Regions from separate parts of the Mus musculus genome. Here region 2 is linked to region 1. The links are chromatin contacts, called in public Hi-C maps. All regions are on one chromosome and are shown on one strand. Each heading gives the region's core, a stretch centred on a gene start, on an enhancer-like site or on the middle of the called end of the contact. The rest is flanking DNA. Distances are from core to core; before and after follow the strand shown. Region 1 holds the start of Nr5a1 (nuclear receptor subfamily 5, group A, member 1). Region 2 overlaps Nr6a1 (nuclear receptor subfamily 6, group A, member 1).

Evidence for each region. Hi-C and Micro-C count contacts between places; a contact is called where the count stands out from the background.
Region 2: a Hi-C map of nephron progenitors shows a contact between it and region 1, with 2.3 times the contacts expected there. The contact joins the enhancer-like site here to the promoter of Nr5a1 in region 1. A contact is called at or near these places in 1 of 39 promoter capture datasets (the SN4741 cell line), 1 of 484 Hi-C or Micro-C datasets (nephron progenitors) and 1 of 115 datasets of contacts at active chromatin or transcription factors (embryonic stem cells).

The regions. Positions count from the first base shown.
Region 1 is chr2:38,711,937-38,716,880 of GRCm38.p6, forward strand. It overlaps Nr5a1 (nuclear receptor subfamily 5, group A, member 1), which reads right to left and starts at 2,606. Exons shown (of 7, transcript NM_139051.3): 1 at 2,421-2,606. RefSeq lists promoters at 1-4,454, 2,433-2,663, 2,487-3,161, 2,570-2,789, a cis regulatory region at 2,648-2,656 and an enhancer at 2,738-2,757.
Region 2 is chr2:38,821,777-38,826,720 of GRCm38.p6, forward strand. The region is part of intron 3 of Nr6a1 (nuclear receptor subfamily 6, group A, member 1); the gene reads right to left. It overlaps Nr6a1os (a long non-coding RNA gene), which reads left to right. Exons shown (of 7, transcript XR_866167.2): 1 at 1-1,793. Among named protein-coding and RNA genes, the nearest start is that of Nr6a1os, 8.3 kb to the left of the region's middle. Within about 2 kb of position 2,280, at least 311 of the 459 cell types and tissues checked have an H3K27ac peak or open chromatin away from gene starts, as enhancers often do. A contact at or near this core is called in embryonic stem cells and nephron progenitors, where this site is marked.

The sequences.
Region 1 (4,944 bases), core at 1,356-3,855:
GACGGCGGCGCCCACCCAGGCCGCTCCCGCGAGCAGCACCCCGCCTTCGGCCCGCACCGAACCCCGCACCTTTTGGCCGCGCCGCCGCCCGCGATGAAGCCGCACCCGGGCTCAGCGCCGCCCGCCCGCAATGACGGCCACTCGGGCCGAGGGCGGGGAGACCGTCCCGCTCTGCCCCCGCCTCCCCGCGCCCGCCGCCCGCGGGGCTGCTCGAGGCGCACCTGGGACCCGGGCCCCTCCGCCGCACTGCGCGCTTCGCGAACCCGCCGCGCGGGGCCGGGGTGGCCGCTCTATATGCGCGCGTGCGGTATCCGGGGGCGGAGGCGCGGTTCTTGTCCTCCCCACAACCTGGCCTGTGCCCTGCCCTCCCTACAGCCCCACTCGGCCTTCACCCTCACCTCCTGGCCCTCCAGTTCCAGCTCGATCCTCCGAAGCCCGCGAGTTCTAAGAGAATTGGGGACCCTGAGCACCCCCGGAATCCGGTCAGGTGCCGTGTGCGGGGAAGCTTCGGGCCTCCCCCTGCGCAGGGAGGAGGCGACCTCCCGTTTGCTAGTCCAGTTTAGGGGTGCCGAGGCCTGAACGCTGGTCGTTTGGCCGCGTGAAAGTGGTTAAGGGTGTGAGTGGGGCGGTGAGCAAGGAAAAACTGGACTTTTGAGTTAGCACTACCACATTTGCCTCTTCAGGCTGCAGGCACCCACTCCAGCCCTGTATTTTAACCCGAAGCCAGCTCTCCCAGAGTGTGGCTGAAAATGGATGTGGTGCAGTGGACAGCAAGAGTTCCGGGGGGCGAACCCCATTACCAGGAGTCTCCCTCAGGCTGCTCGCCTGGAAATGGGATGTATGGTCAATTCCACTCTACGGCATCCCAAGGTCTGGTAAGCAGCCCGAGCTCCATGGGCGCAGAGCCCGAAAAGCAAAGCCGTGGGGCTATACCCAGGCGCCCCTGTGAGCTCTGCTCTAGCTAAGGGGGAGGGGGAGAACGCGGGGGGGGGGGTGGGTGGGGAGAACTACTGGGCCTGCGGGTGAGGTGGCAGAGCAGTTGCTCTGGGCTGGAAGCGTGCACCAGACCAGATGGCTTTTCAAGTTAAGTAACTAAGGTTGAGAGATCTTTGAAGAGGCCTACTCAATCCAGCCCAGTCTCCTTAGCCACCAGGGGTGGAAGTCAGTGCCAGGGACTGGAAATGGACGCCAGAAAGCCTCAGTGGGGAAGCACAGCAGTTATGCCTTGGCAGAGACCCACCCATTCAAAACTCTGTGTGGATCCCACCCGTGGCTCGGGTTTCTGTGGGTGCTGGACTAGGGTGCTTGGACAAAGCTGTGCTTGGACCTAGCACAGCGAACCTCTCAAGTCATTCACCCGATGGGGGGAAGAACCACCGAATCTAACCGATGTGGTTGTCCAGTCCTAGCTCAGGCAAGTCACTCCCTACCGTCCTACAGAGCTGAGGAGTGAAATTGCGTGGCTGAAGTGGATGAATCGTAGAAGTAAGGAGAGCGAGCCAGATCAGGCCCTCTCCCCACACTTGGCACCTAAACCTCAGGGATAGGGGCTACACGGGCTTATGAACAAATTCCCTCCCGATAGGAACCCTCAGAAAGTGAAACTGGGGAGGGAATGGGGTTCAGTGGCAGACCACGCCCAGTGTGAGGCTCTGCCGTTCATTTCTTACATTGCAAAAACACAAACAAAACCAAAACAAAAGCCCCCAGATGAACCTAGGCTCAGAGGCCAGCAGGCAATGGGGATGAAGGAATGGAGGTTGGTTGGGATTCTGACTGGGCTCTCGAGTAGCCCACCAGGGGCATCTTGGATAATGTGGACACTCCTCTGGGCTAAATCCCTGGTAGGATGGGGGATGGGCACCAAGCTGCTCTCTACCTTTCTGCCTCTATCTCAACCCTTTCCTCCAGGGGCCCACTGAATGTCCCCCCTTCCTGTACACTCTTATAGTGACGCACAGCCCTTCATCCATCTACCCAGGGAAGCAAAAGAGACACTGGCCCCGACTTACAGTAGAAACACAGACATACACATATGGAGGCTCAGATTCCTCCATAGATGCAACTCAGACACTCAGGCAGCAAGACTCCAAGACCAGAAGACAAACCTAAGAGAACCCTCAGGACAGACACAGAACACCACACCCTCAGGAACCCCCGGCTACCTCTAAGACACCACCAACCACCCTCAGACCCTACTGGGTCTGTCGCCATAGGCCTAGCTCCTCTGTAGCACACCATAGGAAAGGTGAGGGGTATTGTAGTGGGGAAATGGATCTAGAGAGACCCCTGGCCTTTTCCCTGCCCAGATTGGTGGGCGCTGGTCATTCTGTAGAGCAGGCAGTGGCCAGTCTAGGCCGGAGCAAGGCACTGAAGAGGGAGGCTGGCCATTAGAGGCCTGGGCCCCGGCCTTCACTTACTGAACGGAAGGAGAATTCTCAGCCGGATAAGGGTGGACACTGGACACCAGGGTCCTGGTGGGGAGGCTCCCAGGCCTCAGGTAGGGCAGTGGCTAGCGGGCTCTCAGAAACTTCTTCACCCAGCAGCGGGCGGGCAGCGGCGGACTGGAAACTGGCCCTGTCCGATCGTCCTTTCCTCCTCCCCTCGTGGGTGGGGGGGCCACCGGAGGCCCAATTGGTCTCTGCCCCCACGTGACTCTGCAGGCCTTTCTCCTCCTTTGTTGGTGTTTCTCTTCATTTGGGTCTATATCTTTTTTCACTCTTCTAAAAGAAAAAAAAATATCCCTATCTTTATGGGGGCCCTGGGTGGGGGCAGAGGCCAAGGCACTGGAGAGACCTTGGCCAGCTGGCTGTCCAGGCTGATGAGGGAGCCTGAGGCAGGGACCCCATGTAGGCAGATAGGCAGCGGCTTGTTAGCGACTGGGTGGGAGTGGGACCTGATTTATGGCCTGCTCCCTTACCAGGCTGGGAGTTTCTCCCCTTGAATGGCTTCCTCCCTGGGTCCTTGCCTGGGCTGCGTGGTCCAGCTTGTCCCAGATCTGAGTGAGGAGTCAGAATGGCTAGTGTGGAGAAATGGCATGGTGGAACCCATCAGGTGGGGTTTGTGTGGCCTTTTTGGTGGCTTCTCTGGGAGCTGCAGATATGGTCCATTGGTAGCTGGGGAAACTGAGGTTGTGCCAAGACTGCTGGGCTAAGGGTGTGGCTTCAGGGACTTCAGGTAGGACTATGTGGGTACTAGGACCAGGTAGGAAAGAAGGGTTTTTGTTTGTTTGTTTGTTTGTTTGTTTTGTTTTGTTTTGTTTTGTTTTGTTTTGTTTTTTGTCTAGATGGCCAGGCATCCCTGCTTAGCCAGTTCCAGAACTGGCCTAGCCCTATTGGATCCTGATGGCTGAGCCCTTCATGGTCCCCCATCCCACACCTCTCAAGTAACCCTGTGCATTCCTTCCTTCTACATCTATATAAGTGAGCTTTGTGAGCCAAGCACTGTTCTAGGCACTAGGGGACACCGTGATATGATGAGGACCAGGGACCCTCTGTCACAAGAGAATTTGCAACCATTTGTTCTGAGGAGTGGTTCAGGGGCATGAGTCCACAAAGTAGGGACCCCTGCTGGGAACCCCCACTTCCCTTGAAGAGACAGGCAAGTCAGGCAAAGCTTCTCATTTCTGAAGCGCTGGATGATAGGGCCTTTTCTGGATGATAGGGCCTTTTCTGGATGATAGGGCCTTTTCTGGATGATAGGGCCTTTTCTGGATGATAGGGCCTTTTCTGGATGATAGGGCCTTTTCTGGATGATAGGGCCTTTTCTGGATGATAGGGCCTTTTCTGGATTACTGAGCCAATTAGATTTGGGTTCAGAGTGTCTTCTCCTCATGTTACCACTTAGGGTTTTTGTTGTTTAGCTTTGAGACAGTGTCTCATTATGTAGCTTGGGCTGGTCTCTGACTTTCCAGCTACTCCCTTGTGAGGGCTGGGATTATAAGCATGCCCCATTGCAGCCTGCTTCAAGTTAAAAAAAAATACTGAGTTCCTATTAATGATACTCTGTTATGCTTGCAGACAGGAGCCTAGAGTAACTCCACCTAAGAGGCTCCACCCAGCAACTGGCTGAAATAGATGCAAAATAGACCCACAGCCAAACATTGGAGGGAGCCCAGGGAGTCGTGTGTGTGTGTGTGTGTGTGTGTGTAGGATTGAGGGCTCTGAAGGGGATAGGAACTCCATAGGAAGATCAACAGAGTCAAGTATCCTGGACCCTTGGGGCTCTCAGAGACTCAGCCACCAACCAAAGAGCAAGCATTGACTGGACCTAGGCCTTCCCTACATATGTAGCAGATGTACAGCTTGGTCTTCATGAGGTCCTCCAACTGGAGTGGGTGCTGTCCCTGACTCTGCTGCTGGCCAGTGTATACTGTTCCCCTAACTTGACTGTCTTGTATGGCCTCAGTGGGAGAGGATGTACCAGGCTGGGTTGGTACAGAGAAGAGAGGTACCCCTTCTTGGAGGAGAATGGGAGGGGGATGGGGTGGAGGGGTTATGCAAGAGGCAGGGCTGGTGGGGGGCTTCAATAAAAATAAAAAAAAATAGTGAGTTCCACAGTGATTTTACTACTGTTCGACATAATATTTGAGTAAGTTAAACTTGCTCATTTGAATTATATCTATACCATTGCACGCAACGTTCCTCAACACTCTGGCTTCGGTCAAGCCTCTTTAACCTAGAAAGTCATAGTTTTCTTGTATAGAGCTAGGATTTAACCCCTTTGTTTTGTTTTTATTATTTCTCGGTCCCCCACTTCATTATTTTTGTTTAATTTAAACATTTTTTTCTGAGTTTTAAATTTTTTGTTGGAGATAAACCATCACTCTGTAGTCCAGGCTAGCCTCTGATTGGTGGCAATTCTCCTGCATCAGCCTGGAGTGCTGGAATTGCAGGTGTAAGCTGCCATGCCTGACTCTATTCTCTGGCTGTCATGTACAGGGTC
Region 2 (4,944 bases), core at 1,030-3,529, 110 kb after region 1:
CCCTCCAAAGTAGTTTGCCTTTAACAAACATTATATACCTGGAAGGCAACCCACATTATTTGTCATGGGCGCGCGCGTGTACACACACACACACACACACACACACACACACAATTATGGACAGAATGAAAAGGTATTTATACCTAATACTGATTTAATACTAATACTTATTAGATTGTATTAAATTCTTGGAGATAGGAATTCCTGAAGAAAATAAAAATGGGTCCGTATGGAATAGACTTCTTATCTTAGAACCAAGGTTTTATAATGCAATTTTAAAAATTATTTAGCCTGTATGTATGTATGTGAGCCACTTGTGTGTCAGGTGCCAGAGAAGGCCAGAAGAGGGCATTAGATCCTTGGAACTAGAGTTACAGGTTGTTATAAGCTACCACTTAGGTGCTGGGAATTGAAGATGGTTCTTCCGGAAGAGTAACCTGTATTCTTAACCTTTGAGCCATTTATCTCTCCAGCCCCTCATAATGAAACTTTATTACATCAATTAAAAAAAAAAGTCAATTTAATTAAATAAAGTAACTGCCTTTTTCTAAACAACATCACAACTGACAGTCCTTTATGGCAACCTGGTTTCCTAGTGGCTCAGAAAAACAGCTGGTGAACCTGAAGGACCCTAGTTTAGATAATTCATCTAAAGACTGCCAGCTAAGGCTGTGTTGCAAGTTTAAAGGCTAGGCCACAGCTTGATGGAGTCTATGCTTTTATACTACCCATCTCCAAAATCCCCTGTATGACTAAAGGGTGATCCCAAAAAGGAATAATAAGAGATTTAAAGCTACTTCCTCATATGTTCAAACACTCTAAAATCTAAAAACTCACTTCTCTGCTGTTTATTCGCTTTTCATTAGGTATAATTTAGATCTATAAAACTTCCCTCTTCCCTCCTTCCTTCCTATATACTATGCTACTATGTAGCTAAATTTGGCCTAAAACTCACAATCTTTCCTACTTCTGCCTCTCAAATGCTAGACTTACTACAGGAACACACCATTTCTGCTTCAAACACCACTTTTATAATTACCTTATCAAACTGCAAAATCAGGTCCATGGTCTGGAGAGGAAGCTGGCTAAATCAAACAATTAGTTTAGTTACAGCACAATTTATCAACAATAGGCTGGCTTAGAACTGTGGCATCAGCTGCATTATTGTATTTTAGAAAGACTAGTTCCCCCGACATGTATATAAGGTGTAAGCAACTACTCCGTGGGTCATGCCATCAAACAAAAGCAACACCTACAAAGTCTCTCTCAGTGACTAGAAGCAGCCAGACACTCAAACTGCCAGTCCTGAATTATGGCCTCTGAATGGTGAGGGCTTCACATTTCACCGATCAGGGCACAGCCCAATCAGAAGACAAACCCCTGCCCTGGCGGGGACCAGCAAATCCGCTTTCTTCCAGTGTGCACATGACTGAATGTGCTTCTGTCCATCATCTGGGTCATATATAGTTCAATGCGAGCTAAGCAGACAGGGCTGCAAGGAAACCTGGTGCGGTTCAATACCTTGTCTAGCCTGGGCTCCAGGATCTTTTTTTTTTTTTTTTTTTTAAACTGACAAACTCATTTTTCTACTGGGACAGGATGCTGTGCTGGCTGAAGTTCCATTTCTACAGCAAGAATCCTATCTGGAAGCACAGAAGTTGTCCTCTAGCCACAGCAGCTCCAACTTTTTTGTTGTTGCTGCTTTCTTCTATCACCCCCTTCCCCTTTTGACAAAGATCCAACTGTAGAAAGTCTTACGTAACAGTTCAGGACTACTTCGGTTCTTTTACCGGGTAAGCACTTTCATTTTTTTTCCAGCTAAAAACCATTTTAAAATTGCATCTGTTGAGAGGCTTTGACTAAAACCTTTTCAGTAATTTGTGTAGTGAAATGCTGTCACTGATTTTTTCGGCTCATTTCTGCACGTGCTCCTTTGTTCTCGGAACAGAAGCTTTATACGCTCCCCATAACGCAGCTGCAGAGTTATTAAGTCAGTTATTATAAGGAACACAAAGGTTGCTTTGCATTCTTTGCCTTTAGGTAATTAATTTTCTATTTGTTTTTCTTAAAACAATATTTAAATAAGGCAGAAATTAACAAAAGAATAAACTGTTAGAAAATTTAGCAAAGTTTGAAGTTTTTACCACCTTTTCTATCCGTAGTTTTGCATGGCCAAACACTTGTGCCGCCTGGGGCGTTGGGGGTAAAGGCAAGCATAGACAGAGAGGAACTAAGCCAGACATGGACAAAGGCATGAGCCAAAACCAGACAGTCCTGGCCGTTCGATAGGCCAGCAGCGGGTGAGACAGGTCAGCCAGCTGCGGAGGTGGGAGGGGGGAAAGGGGGCATGGATGTGTGAGGTGCTCATGCGTGCAATCGTGACTAGATTCTGAAACTGCCAGCCATTTTCCAAGCTATGCTTTGTATAATCTAAAGGAATGTGTGTCCCCTGAAGCAGTCTTAGCAGAGCCATGGAAAGAAAGGAGCACAAGAGACACCAGCAGCACACAGAATCAGAAAATACTGGGAACTTGAGTGGGCAAGAGGGAATGCAGTGTGTGGAAATTTTTTAGTGATCTGGAATGTGTTGAGTGACAGGAAGTGCCCCAAGCAACCCCCCCTCCACTCTTCTCAGTCTCGCCTGCTTTTGTCTAACTCTTGTAATCTACACACTACTGCTTACAAAGCTGTCTGAGTTTAAGACAAAAAGAAACATAAAAGGCTCTCTCTCCATTTCATAGTACCTGTGAGAGAGGAGAAATGTAAACGCAATCCTATCGAGATTTTCTTTTTCAGGTATATTGAAGATACTTAAAATAACTGTTTATAGATAAATGAGAATTGTAAATTATAGTACCATTTTAAACCTATAATTAAAAAAGATTAACCAATTCTGGTATAACTTAGGTGGGTTCCTAATTTGAAGGCAACTTGTTTTCTTTGATTTTTATGTTACATGTGAAGCTCGATTTTCTTTGTATAGATGTGGGCTTTGGGGAAAATATTTGAAGTAATAAGAAAGTACTTTTTAAAAAGGGCGGGGATGGTTTCCCTTTGTGGGGTGGAAAGCAGTTTAAAGGACTAGTTCCTTGAGAAAAGCAGCTGTCTCTTACTTTTGTTTATGTGCAATCAAGTAACTTTATAATATAAAAAATGCTAGAAAAAACTTTTCAGACAATATAACATTATTCTAAGTGGAAAAAAAAAAACACACACCTAATCTGGCATGTTTCCCAAAGTTCAGGAACACTTAAAAAAACCAGTTAAATAATTTAACACCTAGCCCAACTTAGGAAATGGAGAATTAAGCATGTGTCAGACGCTTCTTTCTAATGGTTTAGCTCCTACCGCAGAGTGTTACTGGGCAGCCTAGGAGTTAATCTTGCCTAGCGTGGCTCTGAGCTCTCATGCCGAGCAGACGTTATTCACATGACGATTCGAAAAGTCCATTCATGTATCTCACTACCTGGATTTGAATAGAAACCAGACAGCAATTCTTTAGTTCCAGCCACATTCGCCCCACTGGACAATAGTGATTTGTTAGCACACAGTCGCAGGCTGGGGAACACAAAGCTCAGAGCTGCAGAAAGATGCAGAATTCAGAGAACAGGAAGTTACAGGCTCCACACACTCCTGGCAGCTCTGAGATTTGAAGAGAATAAAAAAAGGAAAGAAAGAGAAAAGGGCAGCACGGAGATCCGAGATGCCATGGTTAAGGGCTACTCTAGCATTTTAACCACCTCCAGTGCCATAAAAGCTGTATTGTTAAAGTACATAAAGTCACGAGTCCTGTGTGCTCTCTTTTCGCACTACAGAATACTTCATTCAAAGCCCTGGAACAGTCAGCAGTACTAAAGTATCCACGGTGTGCAGTTGCTTGGTCTGCTCTTATAGAAAGGAGAGGAGCATTTGATAAATAAAGCCTACTATCATAAGTAGAACATAATAAAGTTGGTATCCTTTTAAATTTATTTCATAAAACCATTCAAACTTAAATTAAATGTACCAAAACTCTATAGAAAATATTTTTTTCTCCAAGATAACATATAAGATTTATTATTAAATTTCAAACAAAGTTTTCTTATAAGACACAGTTTAAAACTAGTCTAACACAGAAAACTTTTGTTTTAGGTTGTATTTGCCAATCAAAAATTTAAAATCAAAGTCCCATGTACTTAATTTTGGAAACAAAAGAAAAATCATATCTTCTTTTCTGGATTAACAAATTATAATAACCTGTAACTGTCATGAAATTTAAAAAAAATATTAATGTGAATTCTAAAAGGAACAGGGTAGATAATTCTCCAATCTCAATTAATAAGAAAAAAAAAAAGGATATATGGTTCCTATTCAGAGCTTTGTGGTGAAATCTGAGTACCAACAGGCCAGATTGGTATCCATTCCATCCAGTAGGAATAGGAGATCCTTGCAAAAAGAAGTTGTATTTGTTTTTTTGGTTGGTTGGTTGGTTGGCTGGTTTTGGTTCTATGATCTATGAGGAAAACCAAGCAATAAATAACATCATACCCAAGATCTCAAACAATCAAAAATTGCTTTAGACACATGAACTGTTCTGCTCAGTTATATCTCATGATAATGAGGTTTTGAGTTGGACACATGCCAGGTTTCACATGGCTGCCAATGACTAAGCTTCCTCAACTTCTATCAGTGCCAGTCAAATGCCACATACCACATACTACCTCTATCTGTGCACTGTCCAATATTTTGACTTACATAAAAGAAAAGAAAATTTCAATTCATCATTCCTACTAGCCTTATTTCAACCCCTCAATAGGCACATATAACTACTGGCTATTATGCTAAATGACCCAGACAGAAGGTACTTCCATCCCCACTGGTCACTGTACAAAGGTGACCTAAGACATCCTCATGCCATACACATTGTCTTCAACTACACATACATTTGGACACATGCACAAAATC